2 separate regions of the Mus musculus genome follow, and region 2 is linked to region 1. A link is a contact called in public Hi-C data. All regions are on one chromosome and are shown on one strand. Each heading gives the region's core, a stretch centred on a gene start, on an enhancer-like site or on the middle of the called end of the contact. The rest is flanking DNA. Distances are from core to core; before and after follow the strand shown.

Region 1 (7,380 bases), core at 2,499-4,998:
ACCAAATGACAATCATCTCAAAGCAATTTATGGTTCTGGTTATTGATATGGAGTCATTTAATCCTGTGGTCCTTTTTATAAGCTAGGAGAGGTTATGACCCTTCTCTTTAGATGATACTGAAGTACAGAATAATTAAAAACTTCTCCACCTTCACACAGCCTTGTAACATGAAAGTTTGTCTCCATCAGACCATTTGAACACAGTCTCCATCAGTTATTTTGCTACATTGTATTTCTTGACCAGTAAAGGAAGAAACAGCTCTAAATTGCTATATACTACTTTAACACACATTGACTGCGGCCAGTGGGAACCCAGTGAGTGGGTGTTAAACCCTGATGGAATTGGGGGACAAGGGTGATTGCAGTGAGAAGTTAAAGCTGACAGCTGAGTCTGTGTTGTGGAAGCACATGGAGGTGGGGGAGAAGAGGGTGGAGAGGATCTCACACAAAAAGCAGGGAAGGCTGACATTGAAGTCCAGAAGAGACCAACCCAGAATCTAAGGGAAGCTAAGCAGATGGCCAGTGATAGTGGATCAGTTAGAGGAATAAACTCTAGTTTCTATTGATTTCAGATTGTTAGGTTCAACCCATTTATTTTCCCCATGGCAAGATCACTTAGGAGGCCACCCTTCCATTCCCAACTATTAGCCAAATTTCTCAGGTTCTGACTTGTGGGAGCTTGATTAAAATGCCACCATCCTATTCATAGTTCAAAACACTACCTTGGGCCAGAAATCAGCTAAGATTGAACCCTTGAGCTATGCATCACTCTATCTTGTTCACAAAAAGAGCAGAGAGAAAATAACTGAAGCAAGAGATCCTGGGGCACAGCTCTCTCTTGCTCTTCCATTGCCATACTTCAGAAGGAAGACAGTTGTTTTGCTGCGACTGCCTCATGAACCATGGAGCCTTGTTGATTTCTTGTGGTTAGTATTTTTCTCCACTGTGATCACAGAAAGTACATTTTAGAATTTAGCTTGACCAATGAGCCACTATTCTGCACCACCGGACTCAGTCTTTTTCTGACAACCAGCCCATCTTAAGGGGCCCGGCCAGTCTTCCATCTTCCATGGCTCACTCAGAGGTATCTCCCTGCATCCTAGACATGATCCCTGCAGAGCCCTCAAATCTGGAGGCTGCTCACCTCTCCAGATCTTGCCACACTCCCAGGCTCCAGGAAGGCTTCCTCCACCCACCACTCAGCACCAAGCTTTGGGTAATTATATACAATGCTTCCTCTGTCCTGGAGGTAGCTGCTGCTTTTCTCCATCCACAGAATTGCATCTTTACGTTTTAGTTTGTTATTCATGTTTTTAAAAGCCAAATGGTTCCAAACCTTGTTACAAAAAATAAAATATCTGCAACCTTTCCCAGGGACAGCCCACTTTTGCTATTCTTTGGACATTCATTTTCATTCTGCAGAATAACTTCCACATGAATCTCTTTGTTCTCCACTCTTGGAGACTCTCTATTAAGTTCTCACTATGAAAGAGGAAGATTTCTCTCTCTCTTTAGCACCTCCTTCCCCTGCCTCCACAATTTTCCTTTCCCCAACCTCCCAGAAGACTTATATCATCGTTTTTTAGTGAGATCTGTGTTCAGTGTTTACATAATTATGACTGTATTCACAGCATGCCCCTGTAGTAAAAGCACCATTACATTTCCTTTCTTGTACAACTTTTAATTTTCCCTGGAGTTAATAATTGTCCCAATTCTTCATTTGTGTACGTTCCTGTTCACTCAGCATCAATTTTTACCTACACATTTTCCACGTATGTAAATTTCTTCTCAATGTATTATGCACCACACATTAATTCCATCATTTTAACCTTGGAATGATCTAGATGCCTTCTCTCTTTCTTCTTCAGTCTGTGCTGTTTGCACTACAGACCTGCCAAGCACCTGTCTGTCTCAGTTTTCATCACCATCCCAGAATCTTCTTTTCCCCTTGCTTGCGCTGGATCGTTTCTTCTTGGATCCCATATTGTCTCATCTTATTATTCTTCCCTCTGTTTGCGAGACCACACCCTAGAGAAACATATAAAGGACATTAAATATTGAAAATTTCAGAGCCTGAAAATGGACTTATTCTCCCTTGATATTTGATTGACAGTTTGCCCACATATAGACTCCTGAATTGGCGTTATTTTTCTTCATAATTTTAAAATCAGTGTCTCACTTCTAATTTCTGGTGTCATTGCCAATGGACCAGTGGTCAGTGAAGAGAAGACACTGAGGCCCGCCATGGGCATTGTTGCCTCTTGATCCTCTGTGTGTGACTTTGCTGAAAGCAGGAAGGGGCTTCTTTCTCATGGAGTGTGAAGTTTTTACAGTGATATCCCTTGAAGTGAGGTTTTGCTCGTCACTGGTGCTGTCCACCTCATGCTCCTCGGCAATCCACGTGGTCCTTCCCTGGAGACCTGGGAAAGTGGGACTCATTCTGACTTTGTTCTTCTTCCTTTGGGAATTTCTTAGTATTTGAAGCTGTTTTTCTAATTTAATATTATTCATTTCTTGTATTCTTTGTCTTTGTATGTTTTTGTTCTGTGAGGAATTTTTTCAAGGTTATCTGCCAAGTATATGTTCATGCTTTCAAAGTTTTCACTTCAGAGAGAGCTTTAATATTTGATTTTTGAATGTTCCCTCATTTTAAAAGAGAACACTATGTTTGTTTCAACAATAAAACTCTTGAAAAAATATTGATTCTCTCTCTCCCCCATCTGTACACACACACACACACACACACACACACACAAACACACACACACACACACAGAGAGAGAGAGAGAGAGAGAGAGAGAGAGAGAGAGAGAGAGAGAGAGAGAGAGAATGTCTTTGTCTTGAAAGTCTTCTAAATACCTTTTTAAAAAATTTTCTTTTCTTAAAACGATGTTGTGGGCTAAGGAGGTTTTGGTATGAGAGAGCCTTTTCTCAAACATCTGGAAGTTCTGGTCTGTCCTTTCGAGATGAAAAGCAGGCACCGAGAAGCTCCTTGCTGGCGAATGGGAGCTGTCAACTATAAATAGCTTCATTGTTAGGAGACCTGGCTAGGCTGCTTCACTGTGGACCATGTCCTGTTGTGATAGCAGGGATGGCCTAGGTAGTAAGGCTCTGGCTGCAGATGCAGAAGGCTCTTAAATCCTGCCTGAGAGTCCCAGGAGTCCTGTTGTTAGGAAAGCATCTCTGGCTTTCCTGTTCCCTGTCTCCATCCCAGCAACCCTCTAGTCCACTCCATGGAGTCCTTTGCTATGGCGCAAGAGCAAAGCCTTGGACATGTAGAGAGTAAGAAGATGCCACTGGATGCTTCCTGCCTCTTAAACCAGTTGTCAGCCATTTCTCCTATGTCCATCTTTATTTTCCACCCTTGTTGTTGGACGTCTCTTGTGCTTTCCTGGGCTCTACTGTTCAGTTGCTTCTGCTGCCAGCTAAAAGCTCAGCCTTCGGAGCTTTGCAGAGTCTGTTAGCAAGAGTCCATCTGCTTTGCTTGTTTGTTTGATATTATTTCCTTTCCTTTGTTTGTGTCCCCCAAGATGTATTCCTTTTGAAAAAGATCCCTGTGTTGTTTCTGGTAAGGTTTCTAGAGACAGAGAAGATCTGTCTGCTCAGGCCACCAGTCTTCAGGAAGCATATAACTAGCCATGTGGCAGAATCTCCTATTGGGACCTTTGCCAGAGGCTTCTACATCTACAGGCTCGGCACCTTCCTTCTTGATAGTGTGTCTGTGTCTGAACCTTGTACAGAGCACTCTGCTTGCATATATAACATGATTACATAAGGCGTTTGGATCTTCTCACTGGATTATAAACTGCTTGAGTAAAGAAGTCCTGTTAGCTATTTTTACATCCTTAAGATCTAGCACACAACCAGGCGCCTGCATGCCCAAGGAAGGCATGTTGAAGTGAGCAGAAACTGTATGCCGTTTTCTGTGAGTGAACTCAACTATATAAAGAGAAGTCTAGTTATTTGATGGCAGGAAGCCCCCAAATTAAGTGTTTTCCCAGATCCTTTTTCCTCGCTCATGGAATGATGAGTAGTGGGATTTTAGACTAAAGTTTGCCTAAGAAACTGCCCTTTTAATCTAGGACATGCAGAGGAAAGGGTTACTCACCCCAGGAACTATGGTGATCATGAATCAAAGAAATGAAGGGCTGATTTTTGTCAGTGAGTTATTCAGGTGTCCTGGTTGCAGAGAGAGAGGTGTTTATGATCACTATCTCTTGTATAACAGGTGTTGTATCACAGTGTGATTTGGAATGAGTGTTCTATACTCTTCTGTTCCCTCATGGCCTCAGAGCATACTTAGCCTAGCATGTCCTAGTAAAGAGCATATCTTCACAGGCAAGGCTGCTCAGAGCTAGGTGTAGATGAAGAGCCTCGGAAGTTTGTGGGACCAATCATCACATCAAGAGGATCTTGGGCTCAAGTCTCCCTACTGGGACTCCAGCTAAAAGTAACAGTTTGGGATGCCAACTGGGTTGACCATGAACACTGTTTCTTCCCCTAAAGTCAAGTCATCAAACAGGATAACTCTTTCTGGTAACTAAGAAGCCACCGGCAGCTATTTCAACAGCTGGACCTTGATCTTTCAGTTGAAGAATCTAGACTTTGCAAAACTGGCTTGGGTTAGCAGACTGAACATCTGGGAGGTCCACAGAGTTATGGAAGTCTTTGGAAGTCACGGGAGCCCCGTCTAGGCAGGATGGACAGGCAGTGGAAGAATAGGAAGCAGCAGCAGGGAGATGAGAAGCCAGATCGCACCTGCAGGCTCACAATGGGCATCTGCTCTTCGGACTGAGCTGAAGAGGCAATGATGTGCAACTTAAATGAACAAGTCCTACCAAAACACCTAAGTCTTCGCACGATTTTTCTCTGCTGAATGATCTGGGCTTCAGAAGTATTCTTTCTTAAGATCCCATGTTCCCATTTGCATCTAGTGCTTCATGCTGCGGTGTGTCACTTCACTTCAGATGGCAGCTTACCACTCACGGTGGTGACAGTGTTTAGCCAGAACTGGAGAAGAAGCATTGGAGAGAACAAGTGAAGGAAATCAAGACGCTCTAGACACGTCTGGGGAAACACCCCTGTCAGGAATCTGTCGGCCTAGTTGGGTCATTGCCATGACATCACATGCAGTTATAAAATACAGGCAGCTCTGTGAGCCAGGATGATTGACCAGGTGGACATGCACACACACACACACACACACACACACACACACACACACACACACACACACACACACACGCCTGGAAGAAACTAGACTTCCACAGCCAGAACAGCCTCACCAAGGAGAGCAACTGCAATTCTGGAATGGACATGCATGATTCAGCCTCTCCAGTCTCCTTTTATTTATTTTCCTTTTCTTTATAATCAGTTTCAACAACAAATGAAATTTAGACATAGATCTGAATGTCACTGAATTGCAAATACAGCGTTGCCCTCAGAAAACCCAGATACTCTTGAAGGAAAGGCCAAATGAGGATACAGATCTTCCAGTGGCGGATCAGACCACCCAAGCTGTGGCCTCCATTGGGTGACTCTTCCCTGTTGAGATCATGGGTGAGAACAGGGGCATGCATGTAAACAAAAAAAGCCCGTTGATAGATGTGATCCTGGGCAGGTGAATTAACGTCTTTAAACCTTAGTTTCCATACTTGATAAGGCAGGAAAAAATACCATTATTTCATAGGCTCCCTCTGAATGTTATCCAGGACACAGGCACAGGGAACCTCACACAGAGCTTGCAACTGCTTGTCCAGAGAATGCCAGGAAAAAAATGAGGATTTCTTCAGTTCCTTCTTGTGGCTTCCTATTGTGTGATCAGGAAGTGTAGGACATCCCTCAGCCACTCTGAAGACACTTTTCTGGATGTGGTGAAAGAAGTCTCTCAAAGAAAGTGAGGGAATACAAAGTCTTTCATATCTTCCAAGGAGGGAGAGCCAAGAAAGCATTCATGAGCACCACTACCAATGCTCAGCACCGCTCCCCAAGAAGCCGTGCAGTGGATACCCAATGCAGACTGCAGAGGTTTCGAGGCCTTTTTTGCTTCCAATCCACTTGACTTTGGATAAGTCCGACTCTTTGAGGTGCTGGAAAGTCTCCATCTGCTGAAATTGTACCATCAACTCTTTCCTAGAAAGTTATTAGAATTAAAGAAGGTCAGATAATCTGGAAATGCCTGGCACCCTGCACATAGAAGGCATTCATGATGAATGGCAGTTTCTTCCCCTCCCATGGCTCTTCCTTTATGGCCTGCTCATGAATCTCTAATGCATAATTCACAATCCAGATGCCAGTTCAGACAAAAACATCGAGAGATGGCAGAATCACCATTAAATAACATCTTAATAGCCCAGAAAAACCGAGGCTAGAGAAATATGAGATCAAGTTCAATAAGGCTCGATGTGAAACTGGCATTCTGTTTCCAGATTCACTGAGTGCTCAAGTGCAGGATGGATTTGTGAGTGTGGGAGCATCTGAGCATAGCTCCCAGCTCAGGCTTCAATGACAGAAGTATCAAATCTCATTTCCTGGAGTTCATGGGTCTGCTGTGGTCACCACAGGGCAGACGGTCCCTAGAGCATTCTGGGAGCCATGGCTTTTAGAAAGAAGCCCTGATGCGCCACAGCCTCTCCAGGGATGCAGTCAGTGTGGTGACTGTTGTGAGGACTGATTGAAAGCATCGGAGAGTGCTATTAGCTTAGGAAATAGAAGACGACGGCAAGCCATACCATCTATTTCTTTATTTAAAAGATTATTTCATGAAAGAGGGACCAGATGGGTGGCGTGTCCTAAGGGAAACCGATGTGAAGTTGGAAGCTTCAAGAAGAAATATTTAGCTCTAAAAATCCTTTCATTTCTATGCTAATACAGACATCTCACAAGCATTGTTTAAATCAAGTATGTATCTGAAGTTTGACATGGTGGTCAGTAGACAGTGATGTGCCGCTAAACATTTAACAATTATCTCTTTGGAGGAAAGAAAAGAGAAAGCGGTGATTTATAGTATTTGCCACTCTCTATGATATAAATCCTTCTGCTTATGGATGTTTACAAGCGATCAATTTAAACTCTGACTTGAGGAGAGACATCATCAATTGGCACACTTCTGCCTACTGGAGGTTTAGACTCAAAGTCACAGGCATTAGTGCAAGAGAGCTGCGATTAAGTAGGATGAACTATTTTGATCAAGGTGTGACCTAGGTTCTTGGACCCGAGAGAGAAGAAAGTTTTGACTGAGCATTGCTAGTAGATATTGGCTAAGAGAAAGGTGAGGGGTGACATTCCAGACGGAAGAGGAAGCAAGTGCAAACATGTAACTATGAGAGGAGATGGTGAGCCTGGGCTAATGCACGGTGTTGCTTTGGATGGGGCCTGAAG
Region 2 (7,380 bases), core at 2,924-5,423, 380 kb after region 1:
GACTAAGTCTTCCAGAAGCTAATACTGAAAGCCAGGGAGGAGGACAGTGGGATTTCTGACCCCACATACTCTCCAAGATGTCGTGTAGACACTCCCCTGAGCCCCATTAAAACCCTTTCTCCTGGCACGAAGTCGGGAGGGGCACACCTCAGCTTCCTGTTCTGACACCACATGATGTTTGCACCTGCTGATCTCACCTTCTCCCGACATATTTAAATGAAATGGGAGGGGTGCTCAGAATTCTGTGTGAACTCTAAGAAAGGCTGTGAATGAGCTAATTACCCCTGGTTCTCCTAAACCTGCATTTTACACCTCTTTGTAACAGCAGCTGCAGCTGCACTGGGGGAAAAGAACCCATCTGAATATGAAGCTTCAGATGACTTCAGCATGACCATGCTGCTACCTAGCCCCACTCACAACTCCCAGCCCCAACAACTCGTCCATGTTCTCTTGAAAGATTCTCTATTTGAGGGGAACCATCCTTGGGAGAGAAGATCCTCGTGGGGCTTATGGGATGGGAACAATCTCAGCCCATCAGCCAGAGGCTCTCTGACCATGAGAAGTCTAGGGAAGATGAGCCAATCAATTCTGTCCTTGTTCCTGTGCACTCAAACAGTGCCTTCTCTAGATTTCCTGCATCTGTCACAGACTATTACAGCTAAAGAAGGACTCCCCAAGTCCATAACTACACCCACACATCTCTGCCACCCCAGTCCTCCTTCTCTTTGGCCATATCTTCAGAGTGAAGGAAGACATATGGACACAACCCTAGCATAACACCACCAGCAACAGTATCTGGAGAGCTAAACACAACCTCCACTACTCGAAAGACTACAGCTCGTGTAGGCCCATGTTTCCATTGTTCTTAAGACATTCATTTTGTCACGCTGAGTTGAGTGAGTAAGGATTGGTGGTGCTTTGTTGTGAATTTCTGCATATAGCTGAAGAAAGAGTTTGTAAGGCAAGATAATTCTTGGCCTTATTCAACTGTCATCCATTCCTGCAGGCACAGGTCATCATATTAATGTAAGTGTGTCCTATTTCCTATCTCCTTTGACTTTCCAATCAAGCAGACCACATACTCCAAGGACCAAGACCAAGGACAGGAGTGAGTGGCCCCTAACTTTGGCACCATGTGAGTCCCGCCCCCTGCCATCAAGGCCTTAGGTTTTCCCAAGGAAAACCAAGAACTGCTGGAGTCACAGAGAGAGCAGCTGGTCTTTTTCTCTGTGTTGCCTCCTTCCCATGTCAACCCAGAAGAAACTGCAGGTGGCACCAGAGTAGCCTGCGAAGGCTGAGGAAGGATGGAGGAAGAAAGCAGAAAATGAAAGTCAATGTGTAAGGGTCCCTGCCCTCCAGGCTGCTCATAGCTGCTCATAGCTGCTCATAGCTGCTCATAGCTGCTCACAGCTGCTCATAGCTGCTCATAGCTGCTCATAACTGCTCATAGCTGCTCATAGCTCATAGCCTGTTCGAGGTTTCCTACTGATGGAGGAGCAGGGGCACTCTACCTCAGGCTGAGAGAACTGGGACAAGGCAGCACCCCTGCCCTTCAGGAGCTTGTCTGTCTCTATCTCCCTCATTAATCCCACCCAGTGGAAGATGACCGGAACCCCTTTCCAATGTGGGTGACTGACACTCAGCTGTTGTTCTGTCTCATAAATATCACAAATAATTTAAAGGAATAAGTCAATTTTTTTTTAAAAAATGGAATCTAGATCAGAGACAATGCAAAGCTAAGCATTGGAGCATTTTATGCAGTAACAGTGGAGTGAGCACTTTGAAACTTTGAAGCTGAAAAGCACTTCTCTGTACATTGTCCACATGGCAATTCTCCCATCCCTGTGTTCACCATCTGGAGGTATTCTGCATGGGGACTGTTGTCCCTGTCTTCAAGAGGAGAAGACTAAAGCTTAGGTAATTCCATGGTTTAACATTGGCCACATAGATAGTCCCTACAGCAGAATTATACTTGATCCCACTCTCCTCCCAAATTCAGTGTTCATGTGAACAAACTATTCAAATGGGCAGACATGAAAGCTAATAAAACATCTTGAATTCAAAAAGAAGAAGAAGAAGAAGAAGAAGAAGAAGAAGAAGAAGAAGAAGAAGAAGAAGAAGAAGAAGAAGAAGATTCTAGAGTGATTAGACTGTCAACTCCAAAAGAGCTCAGACTGGAGACAAATTGAGAACAGTAAGAAAGTAAGATACTCATATAATGCAGGACAGGAATGGTAGCTCAGTGCTTAGCACAAGAGCAGCTCAGGTGTGGTAAGGCCTCAGCATAGCCACCACTTACCATTCTCAGGAACTGGCCCAAGGCTCCTTAGGATGAACCGGTCCAATGGAATCTCTCTGACTGCTTCAATAGGATTACTGGGCAGATCAATCAGGACAATGCTCAGCATTTGGTACTGGTTGATTAGCAAAGCACGCCGACATCCTACTGTCACAGTGGCAGAGAGGACCACGTGGAGTTTCTGTCACTTGAAAACATCTTTTCCAAATTCTATTGATCAGTAGATGAAACGCTGAATTGCAACATACCAACTTTGCTACTAGAACCCACGTGCCCAAGGGCAATGGACACAACTTCTCTGTGATTCCACTTCTTCATTAATGAAGTAATGACAGCAACCACCTCAGAAGAACAGTGGTTGATTGCCAGATTGCAGATGGGATGCAAGAACAGAAAAGCAAATACATAGAAGGATATATGTGTATATATACATATGTATGTATGTACATATGTATATGTGTGTGAGTGTGTATGTGTATGTAGCTGTTGATGCTATTATGTTATACATTCAAACTTCATAAAGGCAGTTCTATCATTATGTTGTTTCTTCTCACTCAGCAATTTTTATCAACAGTTTAAATGGGAAAAATGTAGAGAACAAGGTCAATTGTCCATATGCAGATCTGGGAAGGACTCCCACAGGTTTCATGTCTGACAGTGGTATGGCCTGGGGACATACCATTCTCAGAATTTTCACCAATCCTGTGCCTTCTGTCCTGAGCTACTCTACAGAGGAGCAGACCAGTTACAGCTGTATGTTCTGTTCAGAGTGTCCCATTTTAAAAAGTAATACTGAGACAAAAGGTCAATGGCTATGTGTGGTTATCATCAAAGCAAGTGATACAAATGTATGAAAATGTCATAACACAAGATATTACTATAATCAGCATACACTGATGTATGAGAAGAAACTATGTTGAAATTCAGGAAGGCAGAAACATAGCAAGGCATTGAGAGATGACATCAGATGAAAAGTTACCTATGTTTGGAGGCTGGGCCAAAGCACTTGCCACACAAAACTGGAAATCTGAGTTCAGACCCTCAGAACCCGAGTAAAGCTAGGTATGATCACTCATGCCTGTGATCCCAGCACTCCTACACTGAGATGGGTGTGGCAGAAACAGAAGAATCCCTAGAAGGTCATGGACCAGCTAAGCTGCTATACCAACAGAGACCTTATCTCCAACAATGAGGACCAACAACTGAGGTTGTCCTCTGGCCCCACACAGGCACACCATAGCACATGTGTTTCCATAGCCACATATGTGAATACACATACACACAAAAAGATACATAAAAAACAAAAGAATGAATGTTTTGTTTGGTGACATCATTTAGACGACGGCATTCGTGCTCTGTTTACTGCATGGCTTTTGAGAGGCTGGATCAAGTCAGGAAGGGAGAGATTTTGCCAAAGAGAAAAAGAGAAATCTAATTCAACAATGAAATAGTGTGTTCTGTTCTGTTCTATAATGAACTTCATATCATAATCATTGTCAACTCAGGGGCTTAGTGTCCAGTTGTCAGGGATGCTGATGAGTTAGAAGCTCTTAAATACATCCCCCGACTCTCAGGTCTGTGGTATTAGCCCCTCTCCCCTGCACAGAGTTCTCTTCTGCATATACTTTCCCCTACCAAGGTCTCTGTGGAGCTCCGAATCCCACAAGTTTATGGGTCTATGAGATACATATTAAACAATGAAGGATTGATTCGGCTGTCTAGATGCCTGTCAGTTCTGAAGATTTCAACACTGTAGCAAGTGACGCTCTGGAATCCTAGAAGAATCGCCAAGAGTATCAGGAGCTTAAGCTTCAGGCAGCCTACATTGGGGACCTCAGTTGCACAGGCCAAACGCTGCATCACCGCCTCCCCCAACCACCCACTATCACCATGGCAACCATCAGGGCTGCCTGCCTAGGCAAGGCTCTTGGATTCAGGCAGGGGGAGGCCCAGTTTTTCCTGTGATTTCTCAAAGTAGTAGGCCCTAAGGGGAAGCAGGTAGGAGGGTCCAAGAGGGAGAGTTTATTCTATTCTTCCCCAACAAGATGCCTTGGGCCCACCTCAATACAGGGTCAGGCTATTACTTGACCTTATCATCTTCTTAGTCCAACCAAAAGAACAGGAGAAGGAGCCACTAGGGAATCTCAATATTTTTAGAAGCACGTCACTTAGCAACCTAAATGTCCCATTCTTTTCCACCCTTCCCAAAGCCCAGGGAAATAAATACAGTATTGAGGACTCCAGTATTTGGCTCCAATGCAGCACGAAGATGTAGTAATAATAATACTTTCTATTTTTGTAGAAATAAAGCTTGCCTTCCAAGGAGCTCCAAAAGTCTTGCTAAAATTAAGACACCAATCTCTCACACCCAGCCCCCTCTCCCTCTCTCTGCAAACTGCCCAGGGATGACTAGTTCCATGCCACGTGACTAAAGCCCAGAGCCAGCAGGGACTTTTACGTGTGGACTCTAAGACACAGAGCAGGAAGAATTCCTCTCCTGGTGCATTACTATCTGCCACAGAGGAACAGCACTCACTTACAGAGTAAGAATAGGAAACATCGGGGTTTCCCAGGCGATTGCCAGCATAGCCTTTCTACATTTCCTTTGACCCAGAGAACCATTTTCTTCTTCCAGAATCTCTGTCTTCCTTCATTTCCCTTTAATGGTCTCCAACAACCACCCTGCTAGAGACCTGGATCTGCCCATGCACTGTTGACTTCGACTCAGGTCACCAGTCTCTTCCCATCTCTCTCTCTCTCTCTCTCTCTCTCTCTCTCTCTCTCTCTCTCTCTCTCTCTCTCTCTCTCTCTGTATCTCTCTCTCTCTCTAGGAATCCAGGAAGAATCTAGCCCCTATCTACTGTTCCAACAGCCACCATATAATGATAGATCCCAGAAGTCCAAGGTCCCCTGCCTTAAACTCCAGTGCTCCTATAAGAGTGCTACCCAATGGTTCAAACAGCACATTGAACTCACAGAGCCAAAACCATCCTCAAAGCTCCACACTTCAGACTGCTCCTTATCCAGAATGTTAACACACCTCAATATAGGGAGTCACCCCCCAGCCTGAGGTTCAACTTTGATTCCCCCTTCCCCCCATCCTCTAGGGTTAAATGTCAATAAATGTCTCTCGTATCAGTCCCCTTCCTCTTTGGTTCCATTGGCTCAATCCAGTTCAGTAACCCTCATGTTAGTGGGGGGCTCCATTTCTTAATTCTGTAAGATGAGTTAGATTTGTAAGATCCCTGGGGCTTGAAATCAATGCAGATCAATTCCTTGTAGCTGGATTTAGCTATTTGGTGGGTTCTTTCTTCTAACATTCTCCACTCCTTTTCCACCCTTTAAACCCCTAGTAGTAAATTGGAGAGAAAAAGGGATAAAGATGAGAGAGGAAAGAGATTCCTGAACGAAGTTAGTTGTCAGAGAGCAGGTGATGTTCTATCAGAATACTTTCTGTTGACCAGGGCCATTGAGTTGCGGTAAGTTTGTTCTTTATCATCAGAATATCCACTGTCTTCTTGTTTCTTCTTTGCACATGGCTACTTAACAAACCTTGAGCAAAATCAAACAACAAACCACCAACAACCCACCCCACCTCTCTGGGCCCTAGCATTTATACATGCACTGAAAAATTCCAGCAACTCCTAACATCACATAATCAAAGAAATGACCTGCAGCTGGCAAAACCATGGCTCTGCTAACGCTCAAGGCAAATCAGAGTCAGCTGCTGAGGACAATCTGAAGTAGCCCCATATCTCACACCTGAGATTAAAACAAAACTATATTCTTATAAGAAACCAAATGTCCAGCATTCTCACTAATTCCTTGTTCTGGCTAGCTCTTTGTTTCTGTTCCTCTCAGACATGCTTGTTTTCCCCAGACCACTTCCATCTGAGTATTCAGAAAAGGCTACTATGCCTTGTTATCTAGATGGGGCATTGTTTTCTGTGCCACAACATAAACAATACAAATGCCATCTCTTCATTATCTGGGCTAATGGAAGAAGCAGCCTAGCCAACTAAATATGATGGATAAGACCAAGGTAATTGATTGTATACTTGGCTTTGAGATGTGGTTATAGGCATGCCCAGATACACAACTACCTCTGCCCATCTGGAAATCATCCCAAACCCTCCCAGCCTGGCCTTAGTCCCAGTCTGGGGTTTGGCCACATTGTAAAAGGAGGCTATGAGATGGGCAGACAGAACACATATGAATTAGAAGTTAACTATGTCAATACTTAGAGCATCCAATTTAGCTACCTGATATTGAGCAAAATAACATGACACACTTCATGGCCAAAGACTCCCATGAGCCATACAAAGAAAGTCTATTTATTTCCTCCAGAAACTCAAAATCCAGGAGGAGGCAGGAGTCTGTTCGTAATGACCCACACTATCTGAGCAAAAACAAAGATGCTAATAAAGTATTGTGAAAACAGAAGGGGAGGACGTGTCCGTGACTCTAGCTAGGGGACTCTAGGAAGCCTCAGTTCAACAATTAAGAAAAGCTATCACTGCTGTGAGTGGAAAGGTCTTTATTATATCTAGTAACTCAAATGTGAGGCTTTCTAGACTTGCCCTTGATACTCTGTGAATTAAGCATACAGTTGGTTCTAGCCTCTGCCTGGAGCTATGCGATACGTCATTGAGACAGTTTTTACTTTGGTGCATGAAATAGCAAACAAATTGGTGCCATAGGATGATACAATAAAGGGCTCAATCTGTGGCTGTGACAGTAAGCATGAGTAGAGACTATAATATGATGCTAATTGCATGGCAAAAGCAATGAATAAGAAACCTCCTACAAACATGGTTTCTCATCTCCACTGCATCTCTGTCTCTATTGATGACATCATCCTAGTTAGATGAGAGTGAGATCACTTCCTATCACCTTTAGGTAGCCTATTGTGATGGAAGCAGGGATGCACTACAAAAAGAAGGCCTGGTATTAAACAGACCTGCTGTACTCACAACAAACAAGTCATCTCCTCTCGAAGGTCCAGAGAGAAGTCAGACCAAAGGATCTCCAAGGTCCCTCTAGTTCAAATGAACTGTGGCTCTTGATGCCAAAAAAGGGAA

The links. A called contact is a pair of places that touch in the nucleus more often than the background predicts.
Region 2: a contact with region 1 is called in a Hi-C map of cortical neurons, with 1.7 times the contacts expected there. The contact joins two enhancer-like sites. A contact is called at or near these places in 1 of 15 datasets of contacts at CTCF or cohesin (pro-B cells), 1 of 484 Hi-C or Micro-C datasets (cortical neurons) and 1 of 9 other capture datasets (embryonic stem cells).

Annotation. Positions count from the first base shown.
Region 1 is chr1:154,282,558-154,289,937 of GRCm38.p6, forward strand. No RefSeq gene overlaps it. Among named protein-coding and RNA genes, the nearest start is that of Gm30465, 22 kb to the left of the region's middle. Within about 2 kb of position 3,749, at least 8 of the 459 cell types and tissues checked have an H3K27ac peak or open chromatin away from gene starts, as enhancers often do. A contact at or near this core is called in cortical neurons, where this site is marked.
Region 2 is chr1:154,657,483-154,664,862 of GRCm38.p6, forward strand. All of the region lies in intron 3 of Cacna1e (calcium channel, voltage-dependent, R type, alpha 1E subunit), which reads right to left. Among named protein-coding and RNA genes, the nearest start is that of Cacna1e, 65 kb to the right of the region's middle. Within about 2 kb of position 4,174, at least 56 of the 459 cell types and tissues checked have an H3K27ac peak or open chromatin away from gene starts, as enhancers often do. A contact at or near this core is called in cortical neurons, where this site is marked.